Regions from separate parts of the Mus musculus genome. Here region 2 is linked to region 1. A link is a contact called in public HiChIP or PLAC-seq data. All regions are on one chromosome and are shown on one strand. The core of a region is the stretch at or near the end of the contact, and the rest is flanking DNA. Distances in the headings are between cores, read along the strand shown. Region 1 has its middle 20 kb from the start of Gm41996. Region 2 has its middle 20 kb from the start of Gm33273.

The links. HiChIP or PLAC-seq counts read pairs in DNA pulled down with a chosen protein or histone mark.
Region 2: a BATF HiChIP or PLAC-seq map of CD8 T cells shows a contact between it and region 1, with 5 read pairs. The contact joins two enhancer-like sites. A contact is called at or near these places in 2 of 115 datasets of contacts at active chromatin or transcription factors (CD8 T cells and bone marrow-derived macrophages).

The regions. Positions count from the first base shown.
Region 1 is chr3:9,152,225-9,156,543 of GRCm38.p6, reverse strand. No RefSeq gene overlaps it. Among named protein-coding and RNA genes, the nearest start is that of Gm41996, 20 kb to the left of the region's middle. Within about 2 kb of position 2,158, at least 158 of the 459 cell types and tissues checked have an H3K27ac peak or open chromatin away from gene starts, as enhancers often do. A contact at or near this core is called in CD8 T cells and bone marrow-derived macrophages, where this site is marked.
Region 2 is chr3:9,862,885-9,867,203 of GRCm38.p6, reverse strand. No RefSeq gene overlaps it. Among named protein-coding and RNA genes, the nearest start is that of Gm33273, 20 kb to the left of the region's middle. Within about 2 kb of position 1,748, at least 79 of the 459 cell types and tissues checked have an H3K27ac peak or open chromatin away from gene starts, as enhancers often do. A contact at or near this core is called in CD8 T cells and bone marrow-derived macrophages, where this site is marked.

The DNA of each region.
Region 1 (4,319 bases), core at 909-3,408:
GGCCTGATCCCGCCCCCCTGCCCCAGAGCAGGGCACTGCCTAGCCTCCCACAGGAAGTGACATCATGGTCTCTAGACAGTGAGCGCAATCCCTTCTCCTGGGAAAGCTCCAGGCAGGATGAGCTTCTCAAGTGTAGCTATCCACTGCCTCAGACGCACTTCAGTCTAATGACATCAGAATCTCCGGAAACAGATCCCTGTGGCCAGTAACCAGCGGGCTTGGGGATGCTCCATGGTTAACAGCCACCTGAAAAGAACTAATTGTGGTAGCTGATGCTAAAGCTTTAGCACCCCAGTGTTCAGGATCACCCCAGCAGAGTAGCTCCCCTCTGAAGGCCCTCTTCACTCTGATAGGCTTGACCTTTATACCTCATATCCAAGAATGACAGGACTTAGACCTTGAATTCTACAATGACAGTTTATGCTCACTTGATTGCCACTGCCTATGGTCACACATGTGCGCGTGTGCGCGTGCCGCGCGCGCGCACACACACACACACACACACACAATGTAGTGACACACAAAACTGTTAAACTAAAAGCAGGTGCTGTTCCTCCCGTCTCAGTTCCAGAATGGTATGCAGCAGCACACACACAGCTGGTGCTATATTGGTTTGATTTTTGTTTTGTTTTGAACAGAACACACTAAACACACCGAGGGTCTGAGACAATGTAGGCTTTTGTGACTGTGTGAAGCGCTACTCCTAACAAGATCTGTAGACACTGGCCCTAAACTCACAGAGACCCTGAGTGCTGTGACTAAAGGCATGGGCCGCCACCACCCAGTGGGACTTTTGTTTTTTGTTTTTTTGTTTTTTTATTTATTTAGTTTTTATTTTGTTCAAGGTAGGGTTTCCCTGTGTAGCCTTGGCTGTCCTAGAATTCACTCTGTGAATCAGACTGGCCTTGAACTCAAAGATCCATCTGCCGCCTGAATGCTGGGATTAAAGACGTGCATCATTTTCTCTATACATTTCTAAAATGAAAAAATAAAGTTGATCTATTCTTCTTCCCCCACTCCTCCATTCATTCATTCATTCATTCATTCATTCACTTATTCACTCATTTTGAGTTCTAGCAATGGGACCCAGGGCCCACACACAGTTACAGGTCAGGTCTATCACTGAGCTATATCCCAGCCCCAGGTGAGTCACTTCTCAACGGGGATCAGTTCTAGATCGAAAAACTTATCTAAACTATACCATATTAACATTGTGTCTCTCAAGAGTGATTTGCAGTCTGTAGAGTGCACTCAACTATGCGTTTTTGAATGTCCCTGCTTTCAGGAGAGCACTCTGCTAGAAAGGTTCTAACTGCCCCAAGACCTTGACAGTGCAAACGCAGTGTTAAAGCGGATTGCATTCTGTCTGCACCCATGACACTTGTAAACCATACTATGATTATGCTGAAGAAATGCACTACAAACCCCACAGAAGCCTCGCACTGCTGGACAGACAGGTCTCAATCCATGCCAAATCAGAAAATCACGGGACAGCTTCTCTGAAATCTCGCTTGAGAAAAGGTCCATTGTAAAATCTCCAAAGGTCCTGAAAGGCTTTGAGGAGCCAGGAGAAGCAGTGTTCCCACCCATTGGGAGGCCCCCAGTGGCAGCAACTGTGGAGAGGTTAGGAGAATTCTGTGAGCTAGGGGCTTCCCAGGGCGACCACCCCCAGCTCCTCTTTCCTTTTCACAAAACAGAAGTGGGGATTTCGTCTTTGCTGAACAGCCTTTAGGACTTTCCCAGCCTCCCAAGGAGAAGATGCAAAGTGGGGGTCCCCACTTTTAAGGACCCCTGAAGCTCCCCTAGGACTTGACCCTGGTGAAGTGTTTGTAAAGATGCTGCCCCATCTGCATTTCACCCATTAAGCCATCCTGACTAAAGTTAGGGCGTGGTACTACACTAGGCAGCTTCAGAACCTTCTAGATGACATTTAAACAGTTCCGATGGAGAACAACAGCTTCAGGCTGTATATCGATAAGCGCAGGCCTGTGCACTGTGCTTAAAATGGTTGGGAGGGGTTTGGGGTGGGCATGAAGGCCGGAGCTCGGGACCCTTTCACCCTCCTGTACTGTACCTGGCCTTCAGTACTGCCTCCCGCATCCCTTTCCACACCACCACCTCTTACTTTCTGTTTCACTTTTCTTCTTTCCACCTCTTCTGCAGCAGAGAGCAGATTACAGGAAGTAGGAGACAATCGAGTTAAACTAGGTAACTGAACTGTGAGCAGAGCTCAGAGGTGGAGCGCTGGCTTAGAGCCTGTGAGGCCCTGGGTTTGATCTCAGCTCAGAGAAGTGACAGCCTTTTCCAGGGCATAACCCACTATACTCCAGAACAAGCCAGTAGAAGTAGGCTTTACCTCACCAAGGGCAACATGGATTGGCACAGACCCTTTACGTGCCGTGCCCATGCTTAGAAACTATGAGATCTGTTGAAATGGGAGAGGGAGAAATAGAAAGACTTGCTTGTTGACACCCAGAGATATCCATGTCCCTGTGTCATCGGAAAGTGGAATTCTTCTTTTATGCCAAGTACCGGTTGTCCTGTCTCTGGGGGAAAAAATGTCATACCCTGGGCAAGCATGGAGAGAGAGAAAAAAAGTAATTCAGGAGCAGGCAGGCATCCAAGCATCCGACTGAGTATACAGCAGGAGCCGATCTGTGTGAGCTGTGTGTGGTTAAATCAGTCAGGCCTGAGTGAGTCATCTGATACTCTCAGGATGTCTCAGCAGAGAAGCCGCACCAAGCAATGCAGCTTAGGGATCAGACAGCAAAAGTCCCTTTATCATTGAAACCTCCTGACCTCAAAGTCAGTCTTCTGTGTTTACATTCTTTGGGGAAGTCACCTCAGAAGACATAAAGAGGCTTTTGAGCTTGTAGCTTAGCAATTTTCACAAGGATCCAGAACCACCTTTTTCAGTGGCCAATTTAAATGTCTTATTAAACCAGCCTTTGAGCCCAGATCACTTATTAAATATTTGACCCAGGAATCTAAGCCTGAAAAACTAACAACATTAAAAATGACATACAAATAATATGGGAGATGCAGGTATGTTGCTATCTAGGCTGAGAGCATCTAAGCTATAAATTTCAAAACCTTCTTGACTGAAAAAGGAGAGTGCCAGGTAAGTCCATTTGTCCTGAGTCCCACGGTGGGACCAGACCGTGGTTGGCATGGCCCAGAATGAGAAGAGTCCAGGCAAGCAGGAGCTGCAAACTCACCAAACTCTTCTACACTTGACCGTTTGAAACAGAAACAGCAGCAACCAGAAGACCATTTTTTAAAGATGGTCTTTTTGTGGTAAAAATAATTTGAGGTAATGCTCTTCTTAGAAGTTTGGAAGGAATCTGTTGACACATAGCTCCAACAAACTATAAACACCCCCAACCTTTTGTTAGGAATGTATACCGCCAGCAGTAAAGCATGGGGCTTATTGAGATATGAGGAATGCTCCTATAACAGCAAGGAGTACCCACAGGGATGCTTCCAGCATCTGACTAGGGCTCGCATGTGCTGCTGGCTAGGCGTGACAATGGCATCGAGGGTGAAGGTCTTCTGTGTGCGCAGGTCTAGCTCAGGGACAGTATGTTCACTAGTTCACTGATGAGCCTGAGAACAGGCAGAGAGCTGCTGTGATGGGTCAATCAGGGCCTTTTGTGTGCGCCTTTGTTCTCTCTCTCACCAGTGTCTCTCTCACCAGTGTCTCTCTCACCAGCATGTTTATCACCAGTGTTTCTATCACCAGTGTTTCTATCACCAGTGTTTCTATCACTAGTGTGTGCATTTCTATCACCAGTGTGTTTATCATATGGTCTCATAGGAAACTCACCAGCAAAGGTGGGCATGGTAGCTCACACCTAAAATCCCAGTACCGAGAAGTTTGAGGCTGGCTTTAGCTACATATGAGATCTTGTCTAAGAACCAAAATGAGGAAGGGAGAGAGGGAAAGAGGGGGAGGGGAGGGAGAGAGTGGGGAGGGATGAGAGAGGGGGAGTGAGGAGGAGGGGAAGGGAGAGGAGGGGGGGGAGAGGGGGGAGAGGGCTTGCTTCACCTCCCACTGCTGGGCTGGCAGGAGAGTGCCAGCATCCCGGATGAGTCAGTTGGTTTTATTCCAATGCTCTCCAGCACCTTGTACTACTTTATAACTTTGTGAAAGTGAATGGAGACAAATTAAATAAACAAATATGCAGTGCTTTATAAGAGAATAAATATCTTTATAAGTGTGTGAAAGCCACAGTTTCTTAGGAGTTTGAATAATAAGAGAGAAAAACCCCATTGATTTGGACTTTCTCAAGGCATTTTAAATGTGTGCTCTTCAGGAC
Region 2 (4,319 bases), core at 499-2,998, 710 kb before region 1:
TGAACAAGAAGGACCAAAGGGCCCAGTATTCTCTGAGGTGATGGGAAACTCCCATTTAATGAGTAGTTCAAGATGTCCAGTGTTAAGCTTGATATTTAATATAAGACACTCATTAGTCATTAATCCAAGTCACTCTACCATCCCTTGGTATCCATTGAGGTTTTTCCTTGTGTTTACACGATGCACGTACACTCATAAACTCTATATAAAATGATGATGCATTTGTACATAACTGTCAATATCTTCCCACATAATCATAATTCCCCTTTAATCATCTCTAAATATCCTTTTTATAAATTTTACTTTTGTGTTTTTATAATGTATGTGTACACACACATGAATATAGACTCCAGAAATCAACAGCAGAGGTCTTCCTTCTTACCTTTGTCCATCTTATTCTTTGAGATAGTGCCCACCATTGACCCATCTAAATGGCTGGCCACTGGGCTAAGGAACCCTTCCATCTCCTCCTCCTGGCCCTGGGGTTATGGTGCACACTGCCACTCCCAGCTTCTTACATGGTGCTAGGGATCTGAGTTCAGGTCCTCACGCTTGGGTGGCAGCCACTTGACTGACAGAGGCATCTCCTCAACCCTTTCAAGACTCTTAATACAATGGAGATGCTGTGTGAGCCCTGTGATGCTGTATTCTTCGAGGGACCATAAGAACAAAAGTCAAAAAATTGATACAGATGCAATTTTAAAAGATTTTCAATCTTGGTGCATCGAATCTGCAGATTCAGAAGAGCAGATACAGATACATTTTAGAGGTTAACTTAGCTTGAAGCCTAAAGAAGGCAAAGTTGCCGCCCAAGCTCACAGAGCTGCTAATGAGTGGCCAGTGTGTCAGCTGTCCCTTCACCTCTTGCTGAAAAGACCTATCTCAAAGCATCACCATCTTGATTCATCTGTTTCCAAGCTGATTATTTGGCATATAACTGGTGCTTAGTTTATTTTTGTGGCACTCAGTTATGGACAAATGACCATCTTCTACAATAAAAATATACATGAACATTTTACTGGGTCTACATTAAATAATTCGATAGCACTGAGTGCATCTTTAATAACAATGTGATAAGATCTGTGCTAGATTTGAAAACTGAACTCTGCACTTAACTCTTATATTTCACATGCGTGTCTTGCCTTTGATTCCATATTTGGTCAGAGTGCATACACACGCTGAGGACGATGGGAGTACCTGGCCCAGAGGCTGCCAGGCCCCACAGCCGGAAACTGGCAGCAGGTTGTGGAACCGTATCTTTGGTTTGGCGGTGAAGTGTGCTACACCCATTTCCTGGTCTGGCCTCCTCGTTCACACAGGTTTCCTGCTCTTGGCAGTTTGGGTTTCCTCCGTTGCAACAGCTCTTCCCAGTACGCACCTGGGGAGACTGAGGAGGAGATGCCACTGGCAGTGCAGCTGGGTTGAAGAGATTATTTGTTTAGGGCGACAGAAAGAAAGGTAGAGAGAGAAAAGGAAGGGGAGGTAGTGAAGCATTCACGAGCAATGCCCTAGGCTTCCTGGATGAGGTGTGTATTGTGGGGGGCACAGGACAACTCTGGACAGGATCGTGTGTGGTGTGCTTGTGTGATGCGGGACAGTGGGAATGGCCCGAGCCTTCTCACACCCAGGAAAAGCTACAGAGAACCAAGCAGATCTCGGGGTCTTTTCACGCGCTCGAGGTGCAGCTGTTCCATGTTAGCTGGCTGGCTTCTTCTTGAAAGCCTTCTCTGGTTTCCTCGTTGACGTCATCACAACCTTTGTATCCTCTTCATTGTGCCTATCATGACCAAAAGCTCAAGTGTTGGCTGAGTTCCTTATGACTTCCTCAGTCTCTCCTTCTAAAATGCATATTGTGCCCCAAATGTCTGTCACCAGGGACACTTTGCCCTTCGGAGGTTGTTAATTATCCCCTTATTCTAGGAGATCTTCACTCAGATGCCCCATGCCCTGCTTTTATTGTTTGTTTGTTTGTTTGTTTGTTTGTTTGTTTGTTTTTGAGAGAGGTCTCAGAATGTAGCCCAGACAGGCCTTGAACTCATGTTCATCCTGCCTCCAACTCCTTGGTGCTGGGATTACAGTGTACCAGCACTTACGGCTTGGGAGTCTCATTTTTATTCAAAGACAAGCCTCAAAATTGGGCTACAAATCCTCCTTTCAGTTCCTCAAAGAGCAGTTTGTTTCCTGTCTCAGAGCCTTTCATGCCACTCGCCTGGCTGAGACATCAGCCTTTTGTGACCTCCTTGCAAACTCTGCCTGGGACCCCTGATTCATCCAGATTCAGTGGCCATCCATAGAAAGGTTTGCTCCTATAACTTTCTCAAGCTGGATTTCCTCTACGTCTTTTCCATTTGCTTACCCACTCAGTTATCCTGCATCTTCCTCACACTTTTATAAGCTTCCTAGGGGTAGAGAGTTCACGAGCTTTATTTCTCATCGTGTGCTTACGGTTTAGCACAATGCCTAGAACACAGTCAAGGCTAAGTGCATTGCTGGATCAACAAATCGATCAATGATGTTCAATCACCTGCCAACACTTGGTTCCAGAAGAAATCTTACGTCTTAGTAGCTGCAGTTCATCTGCATCATCTGATTTCTACCTCTCTTAAAAATCAAAGTTCTCCTCTGCCCAAAATGTTTCCCTTAGTACACAGCCACTGTCACTTTCTCCTTCGCCAGACCATTGGTCGTTTTCATCCCCAAAGGGGCTCTGAGCACTTATGGGAGCTCAGCACAAATCAGGAGATGCATTGGCTATGGTCGCGGACCTCAAGGAGAATGAAGACCTAAAGCACACTTTTAGCCTTTGACTACAGTTCAAATGGCTCAAGGGGGAGACGAATGAGCTAATTATAGTTTCATTGGCATTTCAAAACGTGTTTCTTTCTCCTGCTATTCTTCCTATAATCTTACTAAGACACTTTAAATAGGGCCACCCTTCCAGGAGACTCACCCTGAGGACAATCTTTCCCAGCACAGCTTTGATGCTGACAAATGCTACAACTTCCCTTAACCTGTGTCTAATCTGTGCCCTGCTGATTCCTTCTATTTAAATGAACCTCCTGAAGACCACACCTTCTGGGGTTCAAATGCAAACATGCAAACAAACACCTTCGAAGCCAAAGCCTAAACACTTTCAGCCAGCTATCTTAGGAATGGGACTTACTTCCCCTGCTTCAAATAACTATTTCTCCCTAGAAACTTGTGGTCATATTTATAGTTGTGTTCTCATTAATTTAAATCAAATTGAATCAAATTTTCAATCAAACTTAGATTCTTTACTTTTCCCTCTGTTTCATCCAGTACTCCTAATCCTGCAGATGGATCATCACATATAAGTAGGAAAACAGGCAGCTAAAATACAGGAAATGCAGCCTCTTACTGTACTGTGTGTATGCTCTTGCTGGCTGAGTCTGCATGCCTTTTCTAGCTTAAGGGAGCAGAGCGGGCAGCTTTGGCACAGTCACTGTGCTACCAATTTCCCCTGTATCTGGAAGCTCTACTCTTTGCAAAGTGCTTTCTTGTCACACTCGAGCACAGGTTATAGCACCTTTAGCTCTTCATTTCCACTCTCTGCTTCAGTTCCCTGGAAGAGGTAACCTCTAGACCAATGCCTCTCACTCGCTCTTTGACTTGAGTTTCCAGAGAAACCATTCCAGTGTCACTCTGTACTGATTCGCTGGCTCAGTTGTTCAGTCTCCTTCTGAGAGGAGTCTGGATTCCAAGTGCTTGCCACCAATCTGGCTCTATAGCATCACCCCAGGCAGTGGTCCTGTTTATCCCACACTTCTGTAGTAGATCCCTCAGGGAGGACACTGGGGACCTCAGTCTGCAAACCACCTTTCAGTGGTAACTGCAGATGGTACAGCAACTGTGCACAAGTGCTGTTTCATGCAGGAATCAGATCTTGAGACTCTTGTGCTTGGAAAGTGTGAGTGGCTTCCTGTTGCAACCACAACGAAAGCTAAACCCCTGCCTCCACCTCTCACACCCTATTGCAGGACACCTCCAACTCTGTCGCATGTCGCTCTATAAAGCTATTCTAGGCATACGTCCTCCACTGGAGCCTTAGTTCACCAGACAGTGAGCTTGATCCAGAATCGACATTTATGCTTCCTGGTCCCAGGGTCTGGAAAGTCTGAGATGGAAGAAGGGTCTCCAGATTTGTTTGTCTAATGAAGGTTATTTTTTCTCTCCAAGATAGTGCCTTCATTGTGTGTTCCAGAAGAGTGCCCTCATCATTTACAAAGGTGGGAGGATAAGGGAGCCTCTTCTTAAAGGACTTCAGTCCTATTTACAGGGAGAGTATCCTTTATGGATCA